2 separate regions of the Muntiacus reevesi genome follow, and region 2 is linked to region 1. Evidence: chromatin contacts called from public Hi-C data. All regions are on one chromosome and are shown on one strand. Each heading gives the region's core, a stretch centred on a gene start, on an enhancer-like site or on the middle of the called end of the contact. The rest is flanking DNA. Distances are from core to core; before and after follow the strand shown. Region 1 holds the start of UPF1 (UPF1 RNA helicase and ATPase). Region 2 holds the start of REX1BD (required for excision 1-B domain containing).

Region 1 (4,737 bases), core at 973-3,472:
TATTTTTGGGTTTTGTTGTTAGGTACTTTCATGATTACAATTATTTCTTCCTAGATTGAAATTTTATCATTATCATTATACAATATTCTTTGTCTCAAGTAACGGTTTTTGTCTTAATCTGTTTTACCTGATACTAGTATAGCCAATATAGCTCTCTTTCAGTTACTATTTGCCTGGAGTATCTTTTTCCATCTGGTTACTTTTGGCCTTTTTGCCTTTGACTCTAAAGTGAGTCTTTGGGGACTTCCCTGGCAGTCCAGTGGTTAAGATTCTGCACTACCAATGCAGGGAGCATGGGTTTGATCCCTGGTTGGGGAACTAAGATCCCACATGCCAAGTGGCAAAGAGAAAAAAAAAAGTGATTTTTTTTGCAGACCGCATAGCTGTACCATGATTAAAAGGAAAAAAAAAAAAAAAAAACCTCTGAAAATCTCTGCCTTTTAACTGGAGAGTTTAATTCAATTTCATTTAGTGTAATTACTGATAAGGACTTATTTCTGCCATTTTGCTATCTGCTTTCTGTATGTCATATCTTTTTTCAACTCTTCCATTACTAACTTCTTCTGTGTTAAATTGATATGTTTTAGTGTACCATCCACAATGTTATTTTGCAAATGTGAGGCTATGTAGGAAATAAAAGGAGATCCTTAGAAGTGGAATTACTAGGTCAAGGGCAGGGCAAGGCATGCACTGAAACTGCTAAGTTTTACCAGATTGGTCTTAAACAATTCTACCAATTCGACTGGATACTTTCCATACAGGGCTTTGCATTTTATTAAAAGCATCTGTTAGCTCGCTAGGATTCTCCCTTAAACTGTGTCTTCCTGTAGAGGGGGACCTAATTATTCATTTTTTATATTCCCACGTTTTCATGCACTGGAAGCCGGAAAAGATGTGAAGAAAGAAAAAGGAATCTTTTATCATGTCATGACAGGAATATTGGAAAATGAGGAACCATGCAGCATCTGGAACTTTAGGAACGGCCATGCAAACCGGGAGCCCTGTGAACTGACTTCAAGTACTTAGTCCCAGAATCTTGGGAAGTGGGGGGTTCTCCAAGACACTTTACAGAAAAGGAAGCTGTGGCTAGGAAGTTAGGAGATTAAGGCTCATAAACTAGTAACTAAACTTTTACTGAGCACCTTTCGTGCGTGGGCGGTTAGTCTCCCCACAGAGAAGACCATGTGATGAACAGTCAGCCCCTGTCCACAGGAAACTTCTCTTTGTAAATGCCCGGGATCATTTACTCCTCATCTCACCTTTTTATTTATTTATTTTCGGCTGAACTGTTGGGTCCTCAACGATTTAGCAGGGCTACTCTCTAGCTGTGGTACACGTGCTCCTCAGCGCAGTGGCTTTCTTTCTCAGAGCACTGGCTGCAGGGGGTTCGGGCTTCAGTAGTTGTAGTCCAAGGGGCGTAGTTGCCCCACAGCATGTGGGCTCACCCCAGACCAGGGATCAAACAGTGTCTGCTGCATTGGCAGGCAGATTCTTAACCACTGGACCACAGGAAAGTTCCCCTCATCCCGTCTTAATGGCTATTATTCCCCTTTCCCAGCTGAGGAAACGCTAGGCTCAGAGAGGTAAAATCGCTTGTATAATTAAAGTCACACAGACAGTAGGTGGCCAGGTTTGGGTTTCAACCCAGAGCAGTGCTCCCAATCGCTGTTATTTCATGCCTCTGAATAATACCATTGTCCAGAGCAGCAGCAACCACTTTTTCTGTGCGCTAGGCTCTGTGGTAAGGACTGTCCCCATTCACTTATTCAACCAGTGCAGACTGAGCAGCTACTATGCGCCACGCGCCCTCATCTTAAAAGATTTGGCGAAATTAGCCCCGGGAGTTTCTCCGAGTGAAGGGGACGCAACCACTCTTTCCTCGCCAAGCCTCCCCAGCTGGGTGTTCCACCTCGGGAAAGCATCCAGCTGGCGCTCAATTAACCCATGGCACTGTCGCCGCTTCTAGGGACACAGACGACCACGGCCGCACCATCCGCTGCCCGAGTGCCACAGAGAGCGGTGGAGGCGGCCCCAGGAACTCGTGTGGTCGCCGGGACGGCGGTTGGAAGCCCCGCCCCCCGCGCGTGCGCGCTGCGCGTCCCGCCTGCCCGCTGGGCTCCGGCAGTGCGGGCGCGGTTGAAGGCGTCCTCGAGGAGCGCGCGCGCCTGCGCCGTCGTCGGACTCGCGCACGCGCACCTGCGCCGGCGCCGGCCTCACGCACGCGCACGGCGGCGGCGACGGCGGCGGTGGCGGCGGTTCCTGACGGGGGCTGCGAGGGCGGGCGGCCCCGAAGGAAGCGGCGGAGCTGAGGGGCTCAGTGGCTCGGCGCGCGTGACTCTCAACCCGGCTCGCTCCGCGGCGGGCGTTTTGAGCCTGTCCAGGGGCGCGGACGCGGCGGCGGCGGCGGCGGCGACCCGAGGCCTGCGGCCTAGGCCTCAGCGCGGCGGCGGGCTCGAGTGCGGCGCGGAGCCGGCCAGAGGGCCCTACGCGGCGGCACAATGAGCGTGGAGGCGTACGGGCCCAGCTCGCAGACGCTCACCTTCTTGGACACCGAGGAGGCCGAGCTGCTCGGCGCTGACACCCAGGGCTCCGAGTTCGAGTTTACCGACTTCACCCTCCCCAGTCAGACGCAGACGCCCCCCGGCGGCCCCGGAGGTGGCGGCGCGGGGGCCCCGGTTGGAGCCGGCCCGGGCGCAGCGGCCGGACAGCTCGACGCGCAGGTGAGCGGCACATGGCGGCGCCGGAAGACGGGGCCGGGCCTCGGCGGCGGGGGACCTGCTCGGGTTTCCCCTCCGGCCCGGCCGGGGCTGATCTGCTCGGCTCCTGCTCCAGTCCCTCCTGCTCCAGAGTGACTTGTCCGGGGTATGTCCCGCTTAGTCCAGGTCCGAAGTAACCTGCCTCCAGTTTCTGCTCTCCAGCCGCCCCGGGTAAACCTCCTTCAAGACCTTCTCTGGTCTCTCTCTCTCAGGATCTAGTTCCACACTGAGTCTTAGCTGATCGGTCCCAAGTCCCCTTCCGGGCCTGTCCGAAGTGACCGGCCCTAGGTACGTCTCTGGCCTGGACGGGGGTGACTTGTCCCCGAGTTCTCCTTCAGCTGGGTCAGTGCCCCGCTCAAGCCAGCTTCTGATCTGCGCCGATTCCCCCTTCAGTCACATCCGACCGCTGCCCCACCCCCTTACCTGTGGTCGCAGTCTGGGCACCCCTGTCCTCATTCTTGCCCAGTGTCCAGTGGGTTTATATTGCATCGGGCCCACGGACGCTGGCGAGAGGAGGGCTGAGGCTTCTCCAGCAGAAACGGAATTTGTGCATTCAACAGAGAGCCCCAAGCTCGCAGACTTTTAAGATTATTCAGGAGAGTGTTTGCGTTTTGTTTTTTCTTCTTGAATTGCCTGTTGCTGAAACCGACCTGTTACGTAACTCCGCAGCCCTGCCTTGGAAAAGTTGGTTTTGAGTTTGTTCCTCCAGTTGGTGAGTGGTAGTGGGTTTTATATACGTGGCTCTGCCACGTCAGGAACTTTTGTTCTTAATGATGTCAACATTTAGCAAAGGCTGCTTGGTTATTTTAAATTTGGGTTTGTGTTATGAGAGTGTATCCGGCATACACTTCCTGGATCTGGGTCCCTGACCCGGGATGGGAGAGGGCGCTGGCTGTGGTCTTGGGCTAGGCTCCCCAAGGAATGTAGCCATCATCCTGTGGGTCTCAAATTCCGTTCCTGTGCCTGGCACCTCCCTCAGATTTATTTTCCTGAATTCTCAGCCACAGAGGAGCTATAGGCTTCACCTTGTCACAGGTGTCCCTTGGCATGAGGACCCACTCCCAGAGTGGGGGGACCCAACCCAGCCTCAGCCAGAGTAAGCTGAAACTGTCTCCTGGAGGAAGGGGCTTGCATTCTAGTTGATTGAGTCACTCCCTGTGGGTAGACCACCCACTTGGACTTTCTTTTAGCTCCTAATAGAAGCAGAAAACATTTGACTCATTCTAACCCCAGATTCCTTAAAAATAGAAGCTTAATGGGTGGGGCATCAGGGAGAACAGGTGTGCACATATCTGTGTTTTTTCCCTTTTGTTGACATATCATGGGGGCAGGGAGAGTTTGCTTGGGAAATAAGTGAGCCGCTGGAAGCTCATGTTAACACCTGTTATCAGAGTAGTTTCATACTCTGTAGATGCTGTTTCCACAGCTGTAACATGGGGGTAGCAGCTGTATTTTTGTTACTTTTAAACATACTGAAATCTGGACTCATGTATGAATGGATAGACCAGATATTACTGTCTGTTATTTGTATCCAGTGTGTCCAGAAGACTGAGGCTAAAGATCTCTTGGCTGAGCAGTGTGCCATGACCTGTGGCAGTTCAGGGTGGTTTTGTGGAACGTAATTGTTTTATTGCAAATCCTTTTTAAACTGTAGACTGTAAAACAGCAAACTTGGGTTCTGCTTCAGCTCTGAGTTCTAATTTTGTCCCTTGGGTTCTGTTTTTGATTAATTGTGGGGGCGTGTCTTTCTCTTTCAGTTGAAGTAATTGATTTCTTTTTTTAAAAAAATAAATTTACTTATTTTTTAATTGAAGGATAATTGCTTTACAGTAATTGCTTTCTTTTACTGCACCTGAACACTGAACTGTATTGAATAAGAGCATTAAAACACTTCACCAGAGGGAAACATTATGGTTGAGCTTACTTGTTATGACATCAAAAGGGTTTCTCCTTTTTTACTTTTAAGTAACTCTGGTGACCC
Region 2 (4,554 bases), core at 741-3,240, 230 kb before region 1:
CGGCCCTGCTGTGCGCCCACAGGTGTTACGCCCGCCTGCACCCCCGTGCTGTCAACTGCCGCAAGAAGAAGTGCGGCCACACCAACAACCTGCGCCCCAAGAAGAAGGTCAAGTAAAGCTCCTCCACCGGCTTCTCCTTGGCCCGCAGGGCGGCCTCCTGCCCAAGCCCCGCGGTCCTGGGGCCTCAATAAAGTTTCCCTTTCGTTGACTGGAGCAGTAATTGGTGTCCCTGTGGCTGGTCTGTCCAGTGGGGAGGTGACTGAGGTGTGGACATCTACGGGACTTCGTGTCACTCAGCTCTTCATAGCCCTTGTGGGGTCCCAGGTCTGGAGTTCCACTTGTCTCATCTGTAAATTGGGCCATGGTCCCTGTCCTTCACATCTGAAGTTGTCATAACCACAGCACAGGCAAGTCTCAGACCTGGCCTTCTGCCACATAACCTAGTGAGCCCTCCCATTTGGGTTTTACCATCTGAAATATGAGAATAAAGACCTTCAACCAAGTGACTGGTGGGACCCGGTCAGGCACATTTAACAGCCCCTCATGTCTGGGCCCTGGAGGTGTTTGGGTGTGGGTGGATGGCTGGATAGGATGGAGCACCCCACCTAGTGTAATGACACCTTTTCTCTGTTCTGCCTGACCACTGGAGCCCCTGGGCCCCACTCAAGACGTGTGTCAGGTGAGGGTGGCAGCACCCTGGCAAGCCCATATTTTTATTTGTCTTGGGATGACTGGGGCTGGATGTAGGTGATAACTCAGGCCCAGACAGTGATGCCTGAGAATAGCTGAGACCTGGAGGCCGTCGCTTCATGTCTCAGGTAGACGAGTTTCATTTTTTGTTAGCTGCCCCTCCCTCCCTAAGGCCAGGCCCCCATTTTCCTGGTCTACCCACTTGTCCACTCCTAGGGGAGGGAGGTTCTGAAGTTCAAATTAGGTAGTGTGTATCCAGCTCTCAGGCCTCTCAATATGAAACACTATACCACCACCCTCGCCCTGCCCTGCCCTGGACTCCCATCTCAGGGGCTCTTTTTCAGCTCACTTCCAATCAGGGCTCCCCTGATAGCTCAGTTGGTAAAAGAATCCATCTGCAATGCAGGAGATGCTGGTTCAATACTTCGGTAGGGAAGGTCCCCTGGAAAAGGAGTAGGCTACCCACTCCAGTATTAGCTCAGACGGTAGAGTCTGCCTACAATACTGGAGACGCAGGTTCGATCCCTGGGTCAGGAAGATCCCCCAGAGAAGGAAATGGCAACCCACTCCAGTATTCTTGCCTGGAAAATCCCATGAACTGAGGATCCTGGTAGGCTACAGTCTATGGAGTAGGACACGACTGAGCAACTTCACTTTCACTTTCACCCACTCCAGTATTCTTGGGTTTCCCTTGTGGCTCAGCTGGTAAAGAATCCGCCTGCAATGCTGGAGACCTGGGTTGGGAAGATCCCATGGAGAACTGGAAGGCTACCCACTCCAGTGTTCTTGCCTGGAGAATTCCATGGACTGTATAGTCCCATGGGGTTGCAGAGACAGGACTGAGTCAGTTTCTTTTTCCAACCGGTTCACATAGGACCTGCTAGAGAATCTGCTGTGGGCTGGGTTCTAGCGACTTGAGCTTTCCAATGTCAGAACCTGCGCTCAGATCCCACTCTTGCCACAACCTTGTGGCGTCAAATGACGAATATCACTTCCCAGATTGCTTTTTCTTTAGTTGTGTGGGAATGGGATGTGAGGAAGTGAAGTCGGGTGTTGACAGTTGTATAGAAACAAAACCTGGTGTGTACAGAACCTTATATTCAAGATCAAAAACTTTTGAGAAGGCGAGCGCTGGACAGGAATAAACACGGGGTGGGGTGGCTAGAGGGTGTCAGGCCTGAGAAGCCCTCCAGTCTTTGCTTCCCATTCTTCCCCGGGGTTTCCTCCAGGTTGGCTAGGTTCCGAGGCCTCCGGGCCTGCAGGGGGCGCCAGGTGCATCGCAGCAACCTGATCCCGGGCGGGGCCAGAGCTGCGCAGTCATGATCACAGCGGAGGCCGCATCAGAGTCCACTGTCCCTGCGGTGCCCGGTGATACGACCGCCACTGGAGTCCCAGAGCGCGAGGAGCTGGTGTGGCCCTGGGTGAGCTCGAGCCCGAGCGGGAACATGAGTGGGGCGGGCGGTGCAGGCCCGGGGGCGCCAGCTTCATGCCCTAGCCATGCTCCCCGCTCCGTAGAAAGATGCTCCGATCCGGGCGCTGGTGCAGCGCATCCACCAGCTGCAAGCTGAGCGCGCACAGGCCTTCCGCCGGCTGGAGGAGTGAGTGTGGGCGTATGGGAGGGGAGGGGTCCCATTGTTCGGCCCTCAGCCCACTCTGAGGATGGGCGAGCCTTGAGGGAAGAATTGGGTCCCCGCGCGCCTCAGTGTCGGAGGTGGAGCGGGGTTTGCGGGGAGACCAGATCGCTCCCTTCCCTATGGGCTGGGGTGCGCTCGTCTCGGGTTACCCTGTGGGGATCGGAACGTCCTCCACACTCTGGGATCGAGGCACACTTCTTGGGCGGCTTTCAGGCGGTCGATGGGGGTGCAGGGCCTGAGAGCCGGGGCCGTAGCCTCAGGACCCCCACCTGCCGCAGAGGCCACCGCCAGTACCTGAGCAGCGGCCCGCCCTACGACTTCCCGCGCTACCGGAGCACCGTACACGAGGTGACCCAGGTCTTCGCCGCCGCCTCGAGAGAGGTGCTGGCGGTGGAGGCCGAGCTAGCCGGACCCCGAGCGCAGCCGCTGCTCGCGAGCCACGTGCGCAGCCTGCAGCAGCTGGAGGAGACGCGACTGACCACGGTGAGGCCCCATTCCCGGGGTCTTGGCCCACGGTGCACCCCTTGGGGGAAGGGCCACATTCCGTCCCTGCAAACCCCGCCCCTGGCGCCCCAGCACCCGCCTCTACATGCCCCAGCTAAGTCGTCCATTAAGATTTCACTTGAGAGTCTCAGGCTTAGCCCCCTACTTTCTGCCCCCACTTTTATCCAGGACAAGTCCGCTCCGTCCCAGACCCCACCTCTCCAGGGCTCCTCCCCGCTCTGGCTTGTCCCAGTGCCCCGGATCTGTTACTCCGCCCTCAGATTGGGCGCCGTGAAACTCCAGGTCAAGTCCCCTTCCTAGTAACCCCAGATCCCAGCCTAAATTGTGGGCCTGTGACCCGGCCTACCCTGCCTTCACAGCCAATCCTGATCGAGATACATACAAGGCCACGTGAAGCCACGCCCGCACCACACTCTCAGCTGGGATTCCCAGGCCAACCCAAATCTAGGTTTTCGGCCTACTTGCAAATTGGGATTACAACGCCCCGGCTGGTCTCTGAGACTAAGAGATTCTGCCTACTTTATACCCCCACCTGCACCACTCCTGTCCCCCAATCCCTGGCTAAGATTTCACCCTTATTCCCCTTCCCCGCCTACATGAGGCCACACCCTCTGACTCTAGGGCCCGCCCACTCGGCCCCCCTGGTCAGGAGCCCCTCTAAACCTAATCCTAGATTCCTCCAGCGTTAAAAGAACCGCTGCCCTTGAGACTCCTGCCTGCTTTGCCCCTCCTCCCCCTTGTGCTGCCTTTCTGGGTGCTTCAGTGTTTCCCCCTCAACCTCCTGAGGGCACAGCCTCAGCCAACCATGACGTCCTCCTTGCTGCCCATTCCCCAACCAGGTGGCCCTGCTGCAGCTGATGGGGACACCAGAGCTGACAGGGCAGGACGACAGCCTGCAGATGCACCAGCTGAAGATGAAGTGAGTGCTGCCTCCCAGTGGGCTGACCATGCTAGATCTGCATAGGCATCCTTGGGCACCCAGCCCCAAACAGGCATGCCCCAGGGCTGGCAAGGTCGACCGCCAACCCTCTGGACCTGCACACAACCCGTTGGGTGTGCACACCAGAACCTTCACCTGGTGATCCTAGATGAACTACCCACCTTCCCCCAGTGCATATGCCCTGCCCTTTCACACCAGACTCGCTGTGGATTTTCAGGACACAGCTGCACACCTCACACCCATCGATCCCGCTCACATGGCTCGACTTGGAGCTTGGACATGGTTGCCCAGGCCCTACCAGGCACACGCCTGCACATTCTTGCCTTTAGCCTCCCAGACACACACAGGTGCACACCCACTAGACTCTGCCGCAGTCACCCTGCACACCTTCCTGCTGGCACACACTCATCCAAGGTGACCTTTCCTCCTGCCACTCTGACCCACAGGACCCCCCCTCCTCCCAGGCACCTCAGTGGTCCTCCCACTGCTAGGGCTGCTTGGAGGTCTGGCGGTAGGCAGGAGGGCCCGGGGCTTGCTACAGCCCCCTTGGAGCTGCATTGCGGCGGCTAATTCGCCCCATCTGGGTTTTATTTATAGTTCCCATCTACTCTTGTAGGGTAATTAAAACCATGGAAGCGATCAGTGAGGTTCTCCAGGACCTCAGGTTTGATGCGGAATCTGCCGAGTGATGGTGGCTCCGCAGGGACAAGAGAGATGGAAAATGGGGCATATGGCGCCCTGCCCTGACCACCAGCTGGCTGGGGTCACACCCCACCGGACCACTGA

Evidence for each region. Hi-C and Micro-C count contacts between places; a contact is called where the count stands out from the background.
Region 2: a Hi-C map of blood shows a contact between it and region 1, with 2.7 times the contacts expected there. The contact joins the promoter of REX1BD here to the promoter of UPF1 in region 1. A contact is called at or near these places in 2 of 3 Hi-C or Micro-C datasets (blood and muscle).

The regions. Positions count from the first base shown.
Region 1 is chr1:183,273,784-183,278,520 of mMunRee1.1, reverse strand. UPF1 (UPF1 RNA helicase and ATPase) reads left to right here and starts at 2,222. Exons shown (of 24, transcript XM_065917388.1): 1 at 2,222-2,720. The coding sequence starts at 2,499.
Region 2 is chr1:183,507,229-183,511,782 of mMunRee1.1, reverse strand. REX1BD (required for excision 1-B domain containing) reads left to right here and starts at 1,990. Exons shown (of 6, transcript XM_065931547.1): 1 at 1,990-2,111; 2 at 2,206-2,288; 3 at 2,538-2,566; 4 at 2,569-2,807; 5 at 3,668-3,747; 6 at 4,385-4,554. The coding sequence starts at 2,010. The coding sequence ends at 4,457. UBA52 (ubiquitin A-52 residue ribosomal protein fusion product 1) reads left to right here. Exons shown (of 5, transcript XM_065917406.1): 5 at 23-208. The coding sequence ends at 116.